Linked DNA regions of Rattus norvegicus: region 1 is linked to region 2. Evidence: chromatin contacts called from public Hi-C data. All regions are on one chromosome and are shown on one strand. The core of a region is the stretch at or near the end of the contact, and the rest is flanking DNA. Distances in the headings are between cores, read along the strand shown. Region 1 has its middle 47 kb from the start of Homer1. Region 2 overlaps Cmya5 (cardiomyopathy associated 5).

The links. Hi-C and Micro-C count contacts between places; a contact is called where the count stands out from the background.
Region 1: a Hi-C map of psoas muscle shows a contact between it and region 2, with 2.0 times the contacts expected there. The contact joins two enhancer-like sites.

What each region holds. Positions count from the first base shown.
Region 1 is chr2:26,230,072-26,233,570 of GRCr8, forward strand. No RefSeq gene overlaps it. Among named protein-coding and RNA genes, the nearest start is that of Homer1, 47 kb to the right of the region's middle. Within about 2 kb of position 1,955, at least 21 of the 93 cell types and tissues checked have an H3K27ac peak or open chromatin away from gene starts, as enhancers often do.
Region 2 is chr2:26,101,076-26,104,923 of GRCr8, forward strand. All of the region lies in intron 1 of Cmya5 (cardiomyopathy associated 5), which reads right to left. Among named protein-coding and RNA genes, the nearest start is that of Cmya5, 10 kb to the right of the region's middle. Within about 2 kb of position 1,941, at least 3 of the 93 cell types and tissues checked have an H3K27ac peak or open chromatin away from gene starts, as enhancers often do.

The sequences.
Region 1 (3,499 bases), core at 705-3,204, 130 kb after region 2:
TTATTTGTGCATGCACATCCAGTTTCCCCAGTACCATTTATTTGAAAGCACTTTAATTGGTGTTTTTGTTTTGTTTAGGTAGAATACCACTGTGTACCTACCTAATACAATTCAATTCTTCTGCTTTCCAAGTGCAACAGTAGGGGTGTGGGCCACTTAATCTCAGTGTATCTAAGGGAGAGACAGTTGGGACACCTGACTCTAAGATGTCCAAAGAACAACACATCTCCTTTCTTCTAAGTTAATCCCACTCATGATTGCGCAGGTGGAGAAAAGGCTAGAGCATCCCCAAGGATTTAAACACAATGGCTGACGTAGTGCCCAGCCTAGAGCAGACTCTCAGCGAGTTAAACGAACGTGGATCTGAGTTTAAAAAAGTGATGGCAACACTTTTCAAGTTGAGATCTGGCTTTTCTGGTGGGCTCAAGGAAAAGAATGTTTATCTTGTAAAAATCTGTTGGAGACCAGCTGACCCACTTTAAGACTGAATTTCTCTCTCTGCAAAACAGGAGTAAAAATCTCATGTCTGTTGAAATGTTGGGCTAGAGTGAAGATAAGGGAGTTGTGCATGCTTGAGCACACCATGTTCCTTACAAGACTTGTTACATGAAGGTGCAGCTTAGCATCACTAGAAGCTGGCTATAGGGACCGCACAATATGTCATAGATATCCCCTGGCTCAGACAGAGTTCTGGTTTAATAACTCCATTCATCCCAGGCTGAAATGCATTCATTTTTTCTTTTATTTATGAGTTGATGAATAAAGCCATGTGATGTTCTTATCAGTCGGGTACCATGCTATGTTTCAGTGCATGATTGTATTTTGTAACATTTAAGCTGGATTAAACACATCTATTATTGTTTGAAGTGCATGGGATGGAATCTGGGACCACATCAAATAAATTATCACTTTGCACTGCCACAGCCCATGACATACATTTAATGTACTGAGACTACTAATCAGCTTAGCAACACAGTACACTAAGGAGGAGGATTCGTTGTTTCTTCTGGGATCTGCAGGTGCAGTTCCTCTGCCAAGAGTGCGTGTTGGACTGAGGTCACTCGTCCAGGAGAAGGTCAAAATCCAAAGTACGTGTTTTCCTTGATCCGTATTGTCTCATCATCATAAAGTGGCAGCGCTCTAAGTCAAATATCGCGTAAACCGTTGACTAACTGTATAGAAGTTGGGAGACACCTGCCATTTTAAAAATAATTATTCTCCAAAGGAAAAAAATAACACTTTTCACAAACTATAAAATAATTTCTTTTCAGGAAAGAATAAGAATATGAAAAAATAATAAAAATGAAGATAGTTAGCCTTGAATTTAAATACAAAAATCAACACATGAAGGAAGATTCAAGTTCCAAGTTGGTATATTTTCGTTTTCTCAGCATTTCAGTGAATAAAAATATACATTTAACTATATTTATTTTTAAAATGTCTGATCTTTTATATTTATTTTTAAAAAGTCTGATTTTTTAAAAATCTTTTTATTGGCTCTCCCCCTTGTTATCTTTGTCTTTTCCACAGTTCTGCTGCCTTTGAGAATGTTTTTTTCCTCCTTATAGGCTCATCTGACTTTCCAGGAGACAGCTCAAAAGAGCTGGGGCAAATGGGCTCCAAGCCAGAGACTTCAAGTTGAGCGGGTGCCCTGCCTTGGGAAGTGCAGCCCTGGGCAAGCCACTTCTGCTAAGAGACATAGCCCCACAGAATGGGGTTATTAAGCAGTAGCTAAACTATAGTTATCACCAAATTTTATTGATTTTCATATTGATTTTTGTCTACAGAAAGCTATCAGTTTTGCTTTCATCCATAATCATGCCTTGCTGGATAGCCTAAGTTGTTTATAGATCACAGCTTCTGTCATCCTCAGGTTTAGATACCCAACACTCTCCCTCCTAGACTCCACGACACCCTTCCCTCCGACTGGTGACTCATGTCTGAGCTGTCAGGCTTTCCTGGTTTGTATTCACCTCGGGACAGTCTCTGTTCTTGCTTCCCTGGCCATCTTCACCTCCTGCTGGTTCTTCCTGCCCTGCACAGACCCACAATTCAAAACGATGGTTTTCCCTAGAGTCTGTGTGCTTATCCTTCCTCAAACTGCCTCTTGCTACTCAGAATCTCCACTACCATTTTCCCACAGGCTTCTTGCTGGCAAAGTCCTGAAGACTCTCCACGTCCCACAGCTTCCTGCTCTGTCTGCATCTTTTGCATAGCCTCCCTGTTCCTGCCATATTCCCTTCAGGTGTCGATTCTGATGGAGAATAGGCCCAAGATAGGTGGTGTACAGCGGTAACCCCAGCACACAAGAGCCTGTGTCAGGACAACTGCATGTTCCAGGCTTGCCTGGGATACTCTGCAATCGAAAGGAAGCAGAAGAGAACATGGCAAGTCTTTGCACACTGTGGTCTCATAACCAGAACAGCACCGGTGTGTGGTAGTCAGTGGTACATAGGCAGACATTTTCTAGTCTTCTTGGTCTTTGGACTTGGTTCTCTAGATTTTCACAATCCATGCATTTTAGCATAGCGCTGTGTGTGTGTGTGTGTGTGTGTGTGTGTGTGTGTGTGTGTGTGTGTGTGTGTTTTAGAGCACTGTATGTGCTCTAGATCTGGGGTACACCTTCCTCCTAGTTAGCACACCGCTGGTACTTACAATAAGCATCTCATGGGGCATCGTTACCGCATCACGCATGTTATTGCTTAAGTCAAAGCTTTTATAATTAGAACAGAGAATGACTCAACATCCTTGCAGGAGGGGAGGAGAGGGGGTGGGGTGTATTTAAGACACTGCAGTGAGGCTGTGGGCATCCAAGCACCGGCAGCCTCACGGGAAATGAAGCAGCTTCTCTGTCTCTCACTGTGTCCTGGCATCTTCTGTCAGCCCCATCAGGTTTCAACTGCCTGGTCATGTGTCCCATTAGTTTTGATGTAATTTGAGTCCCTAACACTCTTGCAGCCTGCCTCTGTTGCTTCCTTTCTTGTTCTCAAAGATCGAAGAGTGCACTCCGATGACAAGGCTTGCCCGTCTGGGCCAACCCACATTTATTTATTTATTCATCAAATATTTATGGGACACCCGATACGTGCTGGGTACACTTCTACACGCCGACATAAATTTGACAAGAAAGACAGATGAGAACGTGTCCCTGGGGAGCTTACCTTTGGCTTCCTTCCAGCCAGTCACTATCGGCAGTGTTTGAGCTGGAAAGCACCTTTGGCCTCATGCTCTGAGTTGGAAGTAGGAAGGCAATGTCATGGGAGAGGCAGCATGGCCACCAAATCCACAGAGGTGAGCAAGGCAGACTCCCCTGCAGGATATGGAGGCAGGCATGGGAGTACTTTGGCATAACTATCCCTTGAAATTTTCAATACATGATGCATATTCCCTTGCTCCCGATGTATCTTATACGTGGCTTTTAAAGCATTTTTATGGGTATAGGTGCATATAGATGTATGCGGGCATGCACATAGAGGATAGAGGACAGCACTATTGTCAT
Region 2 (3,848 bases), core at 691-3,190:
AATGTAAAATATCTGTGGGAGAAGCAAACTCAAGAAGGTTGCATGTTAAATGACCCAAGGGAAGGTCATGAGTCTGAAGGACGTTTCCCCAGAGACCATGCTGCTTCTGTCTGCTGCTCCAGGAGACACTCAAGTCCTTCCTGAGGGTCTGGCAACTGTCCTCTGTCCCCGCTCAGAGACTCCCTCATATGTGGAGACCAAAGGTTGATTTTTGAATGTCTTCTCCAATCACTTCCCCACAAAGGCTATGGCATTTTTCAGTGCTAGTCAGGCACTAATCTCCTTTCTGTCTCAATGGCTTTGCTAGTCTGGATATTTTGTATTAATGGAATCACAAAATATATGACCCTCCATGCCTGGATCTTTCACGTAGCCTGCGGTTTCCAAATTCATCCACACTGCAGCATAGCGAGATGCTCGGTTGCGTTTTGTGATAAAATAGCATTCTCCTATATGAGTCATGTCATCTTTATCTGTTGCCAACGAGTCGTCACTCTCACCGATAATTACTATTTCAGTTATTGCCATCTTAGAAGGTGTGTTGTCATAGCTTGTGGCTGTAATCTGCACTTTTCCGATGGTTAACCACAGTGAGCATTTGTGTTCATTGGACTTTGTATATTCTCTTTGCAAATCTATCAATTCTTTTATGGCTGAATTACAGTGAATCTCAAGTCCTGTTCTGAGGTCTGGCATGAGGAGCTGTCCCCACTCATTTAAAAGCTTGTTTTCTCCCCTTCTCAGGAGTCTCTGCTCGGCCAGATCATCCTCAGATCATCCTGGGTTTATATTAGTAAGTTAGCTTCTGGTACAACTCATGGCCCCAGCTGATGGTCACCCTCATCTGGGGCCAATAACTTAGGTGTGGCAATATCAAGTCTGTTAGGTGGCTATCCTGTGCCCAAAACCCAGGTTTCTGAGTTGTGATTCTGGGCAGTTTAATGGCAAAAGTCGATCTAAGGAAACCTAGGGGATTGACGAATAGAAGCCAGCAGGCTGAGCCAGAATTGTGAGCTGGAACAAAAAGGAGTAGAAGAATCGAAGAAGCTGTTGCCCTTTCACAGTAGTCTCTACTAAGATAGGCTGCTGATCCTGGTTAAGTTATTCAAGTAAGACCCCTTTCCCTCAGTGTTATCTGCCTTGGTCCCCTAGCTGTGACCTCATCCCTCTGCCAGTCTATCAGCCAATCAATTTTACTGTGCATTTGGTTGCCAGGCAGATTTCATTTCTATCTCATCATCACTATCTCTCATGCTCTCTCTCTCCGAACATGTTACTTTTCCCACTCTTTAAACATTAGATGTTTTTGAGGGGTCTGAGACTCCTGAGGATAAGGGTTAGGAGGAGGTTGTTTGCAGCTTCCTGAAAGGTACCCCATGTGCACCTATCAGCCAGAAAGATGGGGTACAATTGCATGGCCACAAATAGGCCCACTCACTGCCGAGCCCCCATCTTTCCCTTCCTAAGGCCCTCGCTTCCAGGACCATACCCTAGGCGACATGTACCTGTTATCCCGGCTCTTGGGGAGCTGGGCTAGCAGAATTGCTGTCGAGGCTAACTTGGGCTACATGAGTTCTAGGCCAGTCTAAGCTTAAATATGAGACTATCTCAAACAAATAAAAGTATGTGGGGAGCAGATCTGAGAGAAGTCAGGGGAGGGATGGAGTAAATATGATAAATATACATTATATGCATATTTGAAATTCTCAAAGAAATTAATAAAAATACTTTTAAAAACTCAAAAGAAAGAGAAAAGCTAGATTGAAAAACTTAAAAATTTACCACCTTACACTTACTTCACATTAAAGAAAGTATGAGAATTTTGTGGCTATTACGGTAAATGCCTACGATGTGTATCATGTGACCCTAATGGCACACAGAGAAGTGTTTGGTGTCACCAGCTTTGACCTTCTGAAACCCAAGTGTGCTGGGTTGCCCAATGTCTATTTTTAAACACTAGGATGACTCTCTCCAGTACACACTAAGAAACTTAATATAGCAAGGGTGCTGGTCAGAGTTGGCAACAACTTTCTGGGCGCTTAATGCTTTTGCTTAAAAAAAGGGTAAATTAAAAGAATCACTTATTTGGGATAGAGAGAGGGTTCGGCAGTCGAGAACACATGTCGTTCTTACAGAGGACATGAGTTTGGTTCCTAGCACCCATGTCGGATGGCTTACCTGTAACTCCAGGGGAACCAGACACCCTCTTCTGGCCTCTGCAGGTACCCAGATACATGTATGCATAACCACAAACAGACAAGTACATATACACATAAATTTTAAAAATTTATAGAAAATAAATCTTAAAAATAATAAAATTATGCTCCAATAGAAAGAAGTTGGAAAATGGAGAACAGGTATCAGTTTAATAGGAATTATATGGAGTGCATGCCTTTATATGCATAGCATGTTACATGTTATAAATATTTATATGTGATTTGAAGACAGAGTTCAAGCCCTGTCATAGGACATGCTAGCATCCTTGCTTATGTCCTGCAAGCTTTCTGAAATTATGTAAATTACTCAATATTTTTACCTCCCACTTTCTCTCTCACAAAGTTAGGTGAAAGCAATGCCAGTGTCCTTGAGATATTATCGTCTTTAAAACCACTGCAGACAGTGAGGGACAGAGTTTGGAATGAGCTATGTGATCTCTGAGCAAGTGTTGATTTCCCTTCCCTCCCCTTGCCTGGGCCTCTGTCGCTGCTCCCAAACCTAAGAGGGTCAGGGGGATGACATCAGAGCGTCCCTCTAGGGCCAGTCTGTATTGGCAGTCAGGCTGTCCTGCCAAGTACATGACAAAACAGGGCTGCTTTTGCTGGATGGAGAGAGAAAGGTTGGCAGCAGGGACACTGGGACTGAAAGAAAACCACTAGGAGTCCAAACCAGACCCTACCTCATCTCCACGGGACTCAGCTCACCGTGCAGGGAGTTCAGTGACAGACACCTATCTGCCCACTCCATAGTCTAAGTAGATGTATTAGAAACTTTACTGAATGAGAGATACAATGGAACAGTACAGGACGATGGGTGATTTTTAGCATGTGCGTTTTCCTGAAGAAAAGCGCATACAAACGAAGCGTGGGAGGTCCGTAGGGGAGTGGGCTTTGACACTGAAGTTGGTAGGTAGAGCAACGGAGATTAACCTTCCCACATAGGCTGCACTTTACCAGATCAGGCTGTAGGATTTTTGAACTGAAGACGTTCCAGAGAGGATTCTTCTCTGAAGGAACAAACGAAGGCTGGACCTATCCCTCCTCAGTCTAGGGGCAGCTTTGGGACAAGCCACAGAAGGCAGAGACGTTCCCCGCAGACAATGTAACTGAGCAATTCTTTAGTGCTTGTCACCGTCCCCTCCAAATTATTGCATTTCTAAAGTCACTGAGTACTGTCAACCTCTGGTTAAACAAGTCTACCTACCTGATCCAAGCTCAATATCCCATGACATTTGTTTACATTCACTTGCTCACCCACTCACTTATACACTCACTGACACAACCAGCAAATGTGCCCTCCTCTGGGCATCCTGAGTGACTGTGGACGACATGAGAACATTTATAGCAGCACTTAGCAGCACAGGAAGTACTGGGATGGAAGTCCCACGTGTGTTGGGTCTGCCTTCTGCTTCATTGACTTTTCTCCTGGCTAGTGTCACTCTAGGAAACCATTCTAAGTCTGACTTGGGGAACGAGTCTTTTTATTTGCTTTTTGATTAATAAATACTCTTTGTGTAGTGAATCTGACATCGTGTGGAAAGTAACTGCTCCCCCGGCCCCCGCCCCAGACTGCAAACTCCTCAATGCTGTCATTTTAATGTCCCTAATATCTGGCACAGGACCTGGCATAGC